Regions from separate parts of the Mus musculus genome. Here all the other regions are linked to region 3. A link is a contact called in public promoter capture Hi-C data. All regions are on one chromosome and are shown on one strand. The core of a region is the stretch at or near the end of the contact, and the rest is flanking DNA. Distances in the headings are between cores, read along the strand shown. Region 1 holds the start of Insl6 (insulin-like 6). Region 2 holds the start of Plgrkt (plasminogen receptor, C-terminal lysine transmembrane protein). Region 3 holds the start of D930032P07Rik (RIKEN cDNA D930032P07 gene).

Evidence for each region. Promoter capture Hi-C pulls out the DNA fragments that hold promoters and counts their contacts. Capture Hi-C pulls out chosen DNA fragments and counts their contacts.
Region 1: a promoter capture Hi-C map of embryonic stem cells shows a contact between it and region 3, with 6 times the contacts expected there.
Region 2: a promoter capture Hi-C map of adipose tissue shows a contact between it and region 3. A contact is called at or near these places in 3 of 39 promoter capture datasets (the 3T3-L1 cell line, embryonic stem cells and neural stem cells), 1 of 484 Hi-C or Micro-C datasets (uterus), 2 of 130 datasets of targeted methods (astrocytes and bone marrow-derived macrophages) and 1 of 9 other capture datasets (adipose tissue).

What each region holds. Positions count from the first base shown.
Region 1 is chr19:29,324,047-29,326,746 of GRCm38.p6, forward strand. It overlaps Insl6 (insulin-like 6), which reads right to left and starts at 1,272. Exons shown (of 2, transcript NM_013754.1): 1 at 999-1,272. The coding sequence starts at 1,269.
Region 2 is chr19:29,360,351-29,363,183 of GRCm38.p6, forward strand. It overlaps Plgrkt (plasminogen receptor, C-terminal lysine transmembrane protein), which reads right to left and starts at 1,521. Exons shown (of 6, transcript NM_026362.2): 1 at 1,447-1,521; 2 at 467-577. It also overlaps a transcript of Cd274 not described here.
Region 3 is chr19:28,676,916-28,679,806 of GRCm38.p6, forward strand. It overlaps D930032P07Rik (RIKEN cDNA D930032P07 gene), which reads left to right and starts at 1,309. Exons shown (of 5, transcript NR_045330.1): 1 at 1,309-1,390. It overlaps Glis3 (GLIS family zinc finger 3), which reads right to left. Exons shown (of 11, transcript NM_175459.6): 1 at 2,681-2,891.

The DNA.
Region 1 (2,700 bases), core at 22-2,521, 650 kb after region 3:
GTTAAGGGAATCTACAAACACATTTTACAACATAGGAGAAAGGCTAATATCAGAATGGCAAGGGTAGGTCAAGACCACGAGATCTCTATGCAATTCAGCACGCTAGTTCACCTTCAGTGCTGCTGCAAACCACAGAGAAGCTTCATCTGTCCCCATACTACAATCTACCTATCTGCATCGATGAGCTATCCATGCCGAGACTCATCTCATCCGCCCTTGTCCTTCCCTGTGCCCTTTATTAAGTTTTCACTTCACATGAATTGCTCCGTTGGCTTTGCTCTCCCTCTCTCAGCCCTTCTGGACGAACCTTACTGCCCTACGCTGTTGCTTCTTTTCCCCTCCTGTTCAGCACATCCTGACCTCCTCGCTCTTCCCCGTATAATTCAGACAGCAGTGTCTTTCCCCTAAATAAACTTTTCCTCTAAATAAACGCCCCCAATCCCATCCCATCCTATCTATGTGACTAGTTCCTCATCACCTATATCTATCTTCTGACAATGCCCCCGACAGTGGTTAATTTCAAATGAGCAAGAATTTATTTGACTCGTGATTTGAAGATGCTCCAGGGTCCAAGGACTTTTCCTGTAGCATCATCCCATAGCGGAGGTGCCGGAAAAGGAGGATGAAGTGATCTTGCAACAGATTCACTCAGGACAATCCACTTCTGTGATAATGGCCTGACTCCGTTTCAAGAAAATTTAATTCCCTCACTTCACTTCCTAACGCTGCCCTGGAGATTAAGCTTATAACACACGGAATTTGGGGTATACATGAAACCTAAGGCCATCTTTTTAATAAGGCCTACTCTGAACAAATTATTTCTTCTAAGTCTAAAGTGAACTTCATATAAGTCTGTATGGTTTTTAAAACTGTATTCACACGTACACTAGGTACAAATTCTATTTCCTACAGAAATTCACTGGCAGAGCAAAGTCAAGGATAAGAAAAGAGGAGTTTGCACACTGATAAGCTACCAAGCCTTCCCTTCAGAGTTTTACCTGGGTTTGTGAATCTTCTCCAGGCGGAGGAAGAAGGGTGAGGGTTGAAGGCTTTGCCCTTGCGTGAGTAGTGGGGAAAGAACTGTGTCATAGGACTTTGCTCCTCCATCTCGAACCGGCTCCAGTCACTTTGGCCACAGAGTTTTATAACTTCTATCAGCAGGTGCCTGCCGCACAGCTTCCTGGGTCTGGATTCCTCTTCCTCTTCCCTGGAGAAAGGAGTCAGTAGGAGTCCAAGCCACAACAGACAAGAACAGCACAGCTGCTTCATCCCTGGGCTCCGCCACAGGGCCGGGCGCGCTGCAACGGCCGTCGCCCCGCCCCCGCCCCGCCCCGCCCCGCCCCGCCTTCGCCACCCACCACGCCCCCAGCCACGCCCCTCTCCGCACCGCCCTCGGGTTGCCCTCCCTCGCAGGCAATCTTCTCCAGAACACTTTGGTTAGGTGCGGGGTGTTCCAGGCTTACATGGACTTCCGGCTTGCAGAAAGTTGAAATTAACAGGCTCTTTTGGCCTCAGAAATGCAAGTTTTAAAATGTCTTCTTTTCCTAACTTTATTCATTCATTTTCCTTGTCGTCAAAGTTGAAATTAACAGGCTCTTTTGGCCTCAGAAATGCAAGTTTTAAAATGTCTTCTTTCTCTGACTTTATTCATTCATTTTCCTTGTCGTGCGCTCCAAGAAACTGCCTCATGAAATATGAGAACCTAGGACTCTGAGATGCAGCATCCCCCCCACACCTGGAATGTGATCTTCTTTTTGCCTAGTGTTTACAGGAGCCATTTCTTCCCTTCGGAGAAACTTATCTCCTTCATGGATTATATTTTTTAACTTTAAAAAATTGGTACTGGAACTAGAGAGATGTCTTGGCAGTTAGGAGAACTTGCTCTTGCCGAGGATCCGGGGTCGCTTCCCTGTACCAACAAAGCAGCACATGGTAGTCTGTAACTCCGGTTCAGTACCAGTCATACTCGTGGTGCATATACAGACATGCAAGCAAACACTCATACATATCAAATAAAATAAATAAACCCTTTTTAAAAATTACTCATTCCATCGCGGTGTCTTCTCACATCTATCGCACTGTACTTCACTCTCTCTTACTCGCCTCCCTTAACCACCCTCTCCCAGTTCCTGCCTTTAGTAATTCCCCTTTTTGCTTTTTTTTAATTACATGTCCTCTATTAATTGATTGCCTCCTACCTTCTTTAAGCACTCATCCCTCTCGGAATCCCTTTTGTAGTTTCATGACCTACAAACACAAACATTTAAGCATACACATATATAAACACACAAATACATAGTTTTAAGTCTAGATTCTACATGTACATAAAAGCATCATTTAGTATCCGGTTCCCGGTAAAAATTGCCTTAATTTATTTATATGAGCACATTCTTTTTTACAATAAATTATCATCACCATTATTATTATTATATTATTATTATTATTATGATGTTTATTTACTGCTGATGTGTGTGTATAAGTTGGATCCAGTTCTCTCCATGCACCATATGGGACCCCAAGATCGTTGTCACATTGTCAGGCTTGGCAGCAAGTGCCTTAACCCGCGAAAGCATCCCACTGCCTGGGAATGCATTCTTAACTGCTACACACTATTATTAGCAGGATAATGGCTGAATGGATTTATTTAACTGAAAAAAAATTATTTGCATGCCTAATTTTGAGTGAATAAGTTCTAATATT
Region 2 (2,833 bases), core at 271-2,770, 680 kb after region 3:
TACCAGCAGCGGCAGAGGGCACTCATCGTGGAGGGGTCTCTAGCCGTTTGCTCTCTTATCTAAGTATTGGCAGCTCACATGAGTCATTTCCAGCTGAGCCTGCAGGAGAAGTGTTATCATCCATCATGATAGTCTCTGTGGCTTCTATTTCACACAAATAATTGCACAAAATAAGGAATGCTTGACAGAAGATCAACCTTGTCAGGCTGCTCAACATCCTTTAGTTTTCTTTTGCATGTCGGAGCAGACGGTTGAATTTTTACATCTGCTGCAAGCATCTTCAAACATCTTCAAAGAAACCGACTGTTTTCTAGTACACACACACACACACACACACTCTCCCCTCAGTCCCTTGGCCTAAGGGGGTTAGCTCTCCATCCCTTGAAGTGGTCGGACAATCTTTCAGTCAATCGTCTAGAGAAGAGAAGAGAAACACTTTGAAAAGCTAGCTAGGATTTAGGCTTACCTCCTTCTGGGCCTTGCTCTCTTGGACTTGGACTTTGGATGTGTCGGGGGAAATCTCAGGTACACGGTTAAATATAGAAGGCAAACAGGAGTGTCCCTCTGGAGATCTCACCTGCCAATGAGCATGCCACACCCTGTAACTTCACCCTTGAACAGTGTTTCCAACCTCTTCTGACCATACCTAACAAAGCCATGTTGCACTCTTTCCTTAGGATGTCCCAAATACCTCCAAATGTCTCTCTCCCAGAGACACGATATTATCAGCGATAAGTAAGCGTGGCCCCAAACTGACTTATTACAGGCAACACAGACAACCACCATGTCCTATAGGATGGAGGATACAGATGTGAGTCCAGGCTGCTCCTGGATTTTTGTTTGTTTGTTTGTTTTGGGTTGAGGATGGGGAGGCAGGCGTGTCTCCTGTTCCAAGAGGCCATGATTCAAATTACTCTGGAAAGGCGTGTTGGGAAGGGTGTCCTGATTGTACAGATCCCAGACAGACTTTCCCTGGTCATCCTTGGAACCTGGATTCCATTTAGAAGGAAAGAAATTCTACACGATTTCTGTCATCCAGATTTCTTCCCTGATTTAGTACCAGAATTTTTGGCTAGTCACAACATCACTATCATTCTCAATAACTCTTCCAAACCAAGTCCCCTAGCAGGAAGCACATAACCTCTGGGGGTGTTTTGTTTTGTTTCCACTCTCGCTCTGTTGAGCCAGTTTAGCGTCATATAGGTATTTCCCTAAAGGAATTCCATTTTCCTGTCCATTGCACTCTGCAGTCTTGTCCCAACTTGGTGACAATGGTACAGAGAGATCACACTCACAGAACTGGGTTGGCAATACCTGTCAGCCTCGGAGGCATCAGCAAGAACCCAGAGCCCTGGCCTTCCCTGCCCAGCCAGAGCTGCAGCTGTGCGGGACCGTGCGACGGAGCCGACCCCTCCCTCCCAGGTGTCTGTGACCCGAAACACTCACGCGACACGGTGCGGGGACGGTGACCGCAGCAGAGGCCTCTAGCCAGAGCTCCAGAGCGATCAGCGCAGGGACAGTACCTTGCTTCGGCAGAGCCCCAGGATTGGTTGGCTATGACAGTGGATCACGAGCTTCAACCAATCAGCGTGGCCTTTGGCTCCCTTAAGCGCTCGGGTGCCCGCGGAGGCCTGGGGTGTTCTTCCGGTGCAGGCGCCTGGAGCCGGGAGGTGGGCGGGGCGGGACAGAACCGCAAATTCCAACCTGCATGGTCTTGTAAGGTGCGTGATTTTGAGGGAAGGCCCAAGGAAGCAGCGTGGAAATGTTTCAAGTCCTCGGAGTCCGGTGCCTCAAAAACAAAACAAAAACAACAACAAAACCCATCACCAAATCTCGCTTAAAGGTAACCAGGGAACAAAAGCAGACAGTGACCAGAATTTCCGTATTTCCCTATGCGTTTTCCATATTTCGTACTCCTACCAGAATTGTCTGTCTATAGTACAACTCCGAACTTCACTAGGAAACACTGGACCCATTAGCACTTACTATGTAACCGGTTGGGGAAATAGTATGTGAATCACAACCTTTAGGAAGGGCTCTGCATTAGCATGTGTTGGCTCCACACCTTAGAGAAGGCAATCTAGCCTCTTCCAGGCATATCTAGCCTCGCAGGCTTGTATAGATGTTTTTAGTTCCAGTGTTCCTTATTCTGACTTTTAGATCCCTCATTCCAAACATTACTTGGATGGGAAAATTGCAACAGAATCTTTATTTAGTTCTATTTGTGGGAGGAGATGGGTGTTGCTAGGAGTAAATGCTTTTGGAGAGAAACAAGTAGCCCATCCCTAAGGTAGGAAGTAGTGTCTATACGTGCAGACTAAACTTGTCTCCGTTCTGTTCCCAGCTCTGTAACCTGTACGAGGAACAGAGGTCGTTGTACCTTCAGATAAACACTGTGGGAACCAAGAATGTTAAACACACAGGGTTGTAGCTTCAAAGAGAAAGATTTAGAATGTGTTTTCCGCCCAGAAGACTGGGAGCAGAAGTGGTTAACATTTGCACTGTGTGTGCGAGACCTCACCAGATCCTTCCCTCATCATGAGCTGTTTTTCTCAGTCAATCTATAGAACCTATCTTTATGGATAATGTCACATGCAGTCACCCTAGAGACCCCATCTTAATCTATGTTCTACCTTTTCAAAGACTTACATATTCTAGATAGTTCGTATAAATGAAACGGACTTCTTTTGTTTTTGTTATTTTTTTTTTGTTGTTGTTGTTGATGCTGTTGTTGTTTGAGACAGGGTTTCTCTGTGTAGCCCTGGCTGTCCTGGAACTCACTCTGTAGACCAGGCTGGCCTCGAACTCAGAAATTTGCCTGCCTCTGTCTCCC
Region 3 (2,891 bases), core at 59-2,558:
CATCCAAGGAGAGTCACTTTCCAAACGGGACAACTCCAGGTATCCAAACTCTGCTAACCGGAAGAACTTTGGTAGAATCGCCAATGAAACTGGTGGAAACATTGGATGGACCAACGATGGCGTGAAGAAAAGCCACTCTACCTGAACTGACCTCAAGGGAAGCAAGGAGACAGGGAATCCACCCAGAGCACACAGAAGTAATTACTCACTCTGAAGGAGGCCTGAGTCCTGACAGGAAAGAAAAGACACGAACTAAGTAGCAATAAGAATGGGAAGAAAGCCTCCTTCAGTTCAAGGGGGAGGGGCTGGAGCTCCTCTAAATGAACACTGTAGCAGATCCTAGTAAAGGCCTTAAATGTCAGCAGTTCTCACTAGAGAAGGGGGGGGGGTGCCCTCTCACACAGTTCTCTCTCTATAGATCATTTCCAGGGACAGCCTTCATTGTTTTTCTGCAAACTTTTGCAGGCTGCACCTGCTTTGTGTAGCCTCACAGGAAACCAAAGAGAAAAAGGAGGAGTAAGAATTTTTAAACTAACCCAAATTCATTTTTACAATGAATCAAAATTCCTAACGTAGTCTAAAAATTGAAGTCCAACGGGCACGGAGACATTTAGGGAACCGGGCCTGGCTACTTCCCAATGAAGAAATCGTGACTCATCAAAGCTTCAGAACGGACACAAGAGAGTTTGCATTTGTCTGGAGTTCACCTTCGGGCCAAGAAATGCTCTCCACTGTGAGCCTCAGTGTTTTTTCTAGATGCTTAAGTTTGGCAGGGGTTCTTTCTCTGGGTCCCATAACCCAGAGAACTGGTCCACTGGGGGGAGCTGTATAAACTTCTCTTTCCTCACCAACTCTAGGGCCACCTGAGACCACTACCCCCAATTCAAGAGATGTTGAAGTCCTAAAGCTCTAAGGAATTGGAAAGGTGTCCTCTCCAATTGCAATTGCTGGAGTGCAGTCCCTGCGGGCACTGCTCTGGAGAATTCCGGAAGTGATCCCCTACACTCTATCCCATGGGACCTAGCGGATGTCAAGGAAGACAAGCCAGGAAGGGAGGTACACAGAGCAGAGGAACCAGGAGTGGCTAGGGGTGCGGGGTCAAGATGTGCGGCCCGGGACAGTGGGTGAACACCCCTCCTGGGGTCCTCAGCACCCTCCCACACACGGCACACCCACACACCTTTGCCCCGCGGGGGGTCTTGGGTCCTAGCCTCAGGGATCTCCGGAGGTGAGCGAGGGGCGGGTCCGGAGGTGAAGTGGAGCCTTCCCGGTGCTCTGGGCAACCAGACCGCCCCCGCTCTCCCCCCTCCCCCTCCCGCGGCGCGAGCGAGAGAACGCAACAAAACAAAACAAACTCGTGCCGGCTTCCTGTTGTGCAACCACTTTCTGAGTAAGTAAGGGGCTGAAAGGCCGCCAGTTAGGAAGCCGGGCTGCGGGGGACCCTGCTGGCCAAAGCACCCGGAGCCGCACTGGGGTACATAGGGCCCTGCACTGTGACCCTGTCCGGACCACGGGGCGACTACCCTCCCTGCCCCCACGAGTGTCGTTTTGCTATTGCCTCCCAAACACACTACCAGATCTAAGGGCGCGACCTCGACGAACCTTTTTGCCAAAAAAAGAAAAAAAAAAAGGAAACCTCCAAAAGTTTCCTCCAGGTACCTACTTGAATCATCCATAGTAGGATGACAAATCCGCCCTGGTCAAGGTTTTCAGACACTTGGGTGAGTTTCTCGTCCCCCGGGTGACTTGTCAGCTCTAGTGAGTAACTTGGAACTGTTGCTTGGGGCAAGGTGTGTGTCTAGGAGAGCCAACAGCTCACTCACGCTTTCCAGAAAGTGATCCCGACCGACTTCAAAATAGACACAGGGTCATTTATAGGGACCGGAGCCTTGAAGCGGGACTCGAGACAGACATTTCCCAAACAGTGCTGACATTTTGTCCCCGGCCCATAAAAATGTAAACGCGAGGTGACAAACCCGGCGGGGAGTGCTAGGTGTCTGAATGTGTCTGCGATTTCGTGGCGTGGGAGGTTACAGTTGAAAACTTGGCGGCTGCGGGTCGATGCACCGCTCCTAACTAGTAGCTGTGCCCCCAAACCCGAGGACCTCACTGAACAATGGGGACACCAACTTGGATGAGACGGAGAAGTGAAAAACAGCCTTCGTGGCGCCCCATAAACACGTGGAAGCCGAAAAGACAACTACAACCCCGACTGTGAGCTAAAGACCTCAAAGTCCCATCACTCCCCACTTTGCCAAAGTTTCCCTAAGTAGGACCCCGGTGCTCGCCCTGTATCTGGCCCTGATTGTGTAACCTTCTGGTACCTGTATTTTCAGTTAAAAGGCACGGAGACTCTCCCTCATAAACGAAACTTCCACACCTTGTTGGTTTCCTTTCTGTCTACACCCCGCGCTCTTAGGTAACTGACAGCCAGTTTGATGGCTAAATGAGTATTGCCATCAGCCTCGGTAAGGTGTGCCTAGGTCTCTAGAAGCCCTGTGAGTCTGGGGGAGTTGGTGTGCTCCTGTCCTCAAACCCGTGCGAATGCCACCAAGCCGGCATGCAGAAACTCTTTCTAATCCCGAGTTTGCGTCCCCAGGCTTGACCGCCCCCACACTCTCTAGCGCCTTCTCTCTCTGTCCCTCGCCTGCAGAACAAAGTTCCTATGGCATCCACTTACCAGGTAACCGGATTTCCACAACAAAGCTAGGCGAGCGAGTCCCTTCTCCCGGCCAGCCCGCTCGTGACAACACTAGCGATGCGTGGGTGGAGGCTGAGCCCCCTCAGCGCTCCACGCCGGCTCTGCCTCCTTCGGAAAGGAAAACTCGCATCCAAGCCCGTGGCCGGAGCGCGGAACTACGGCCGGAGGGCCGTGTGTGTGCCCGCGCGAG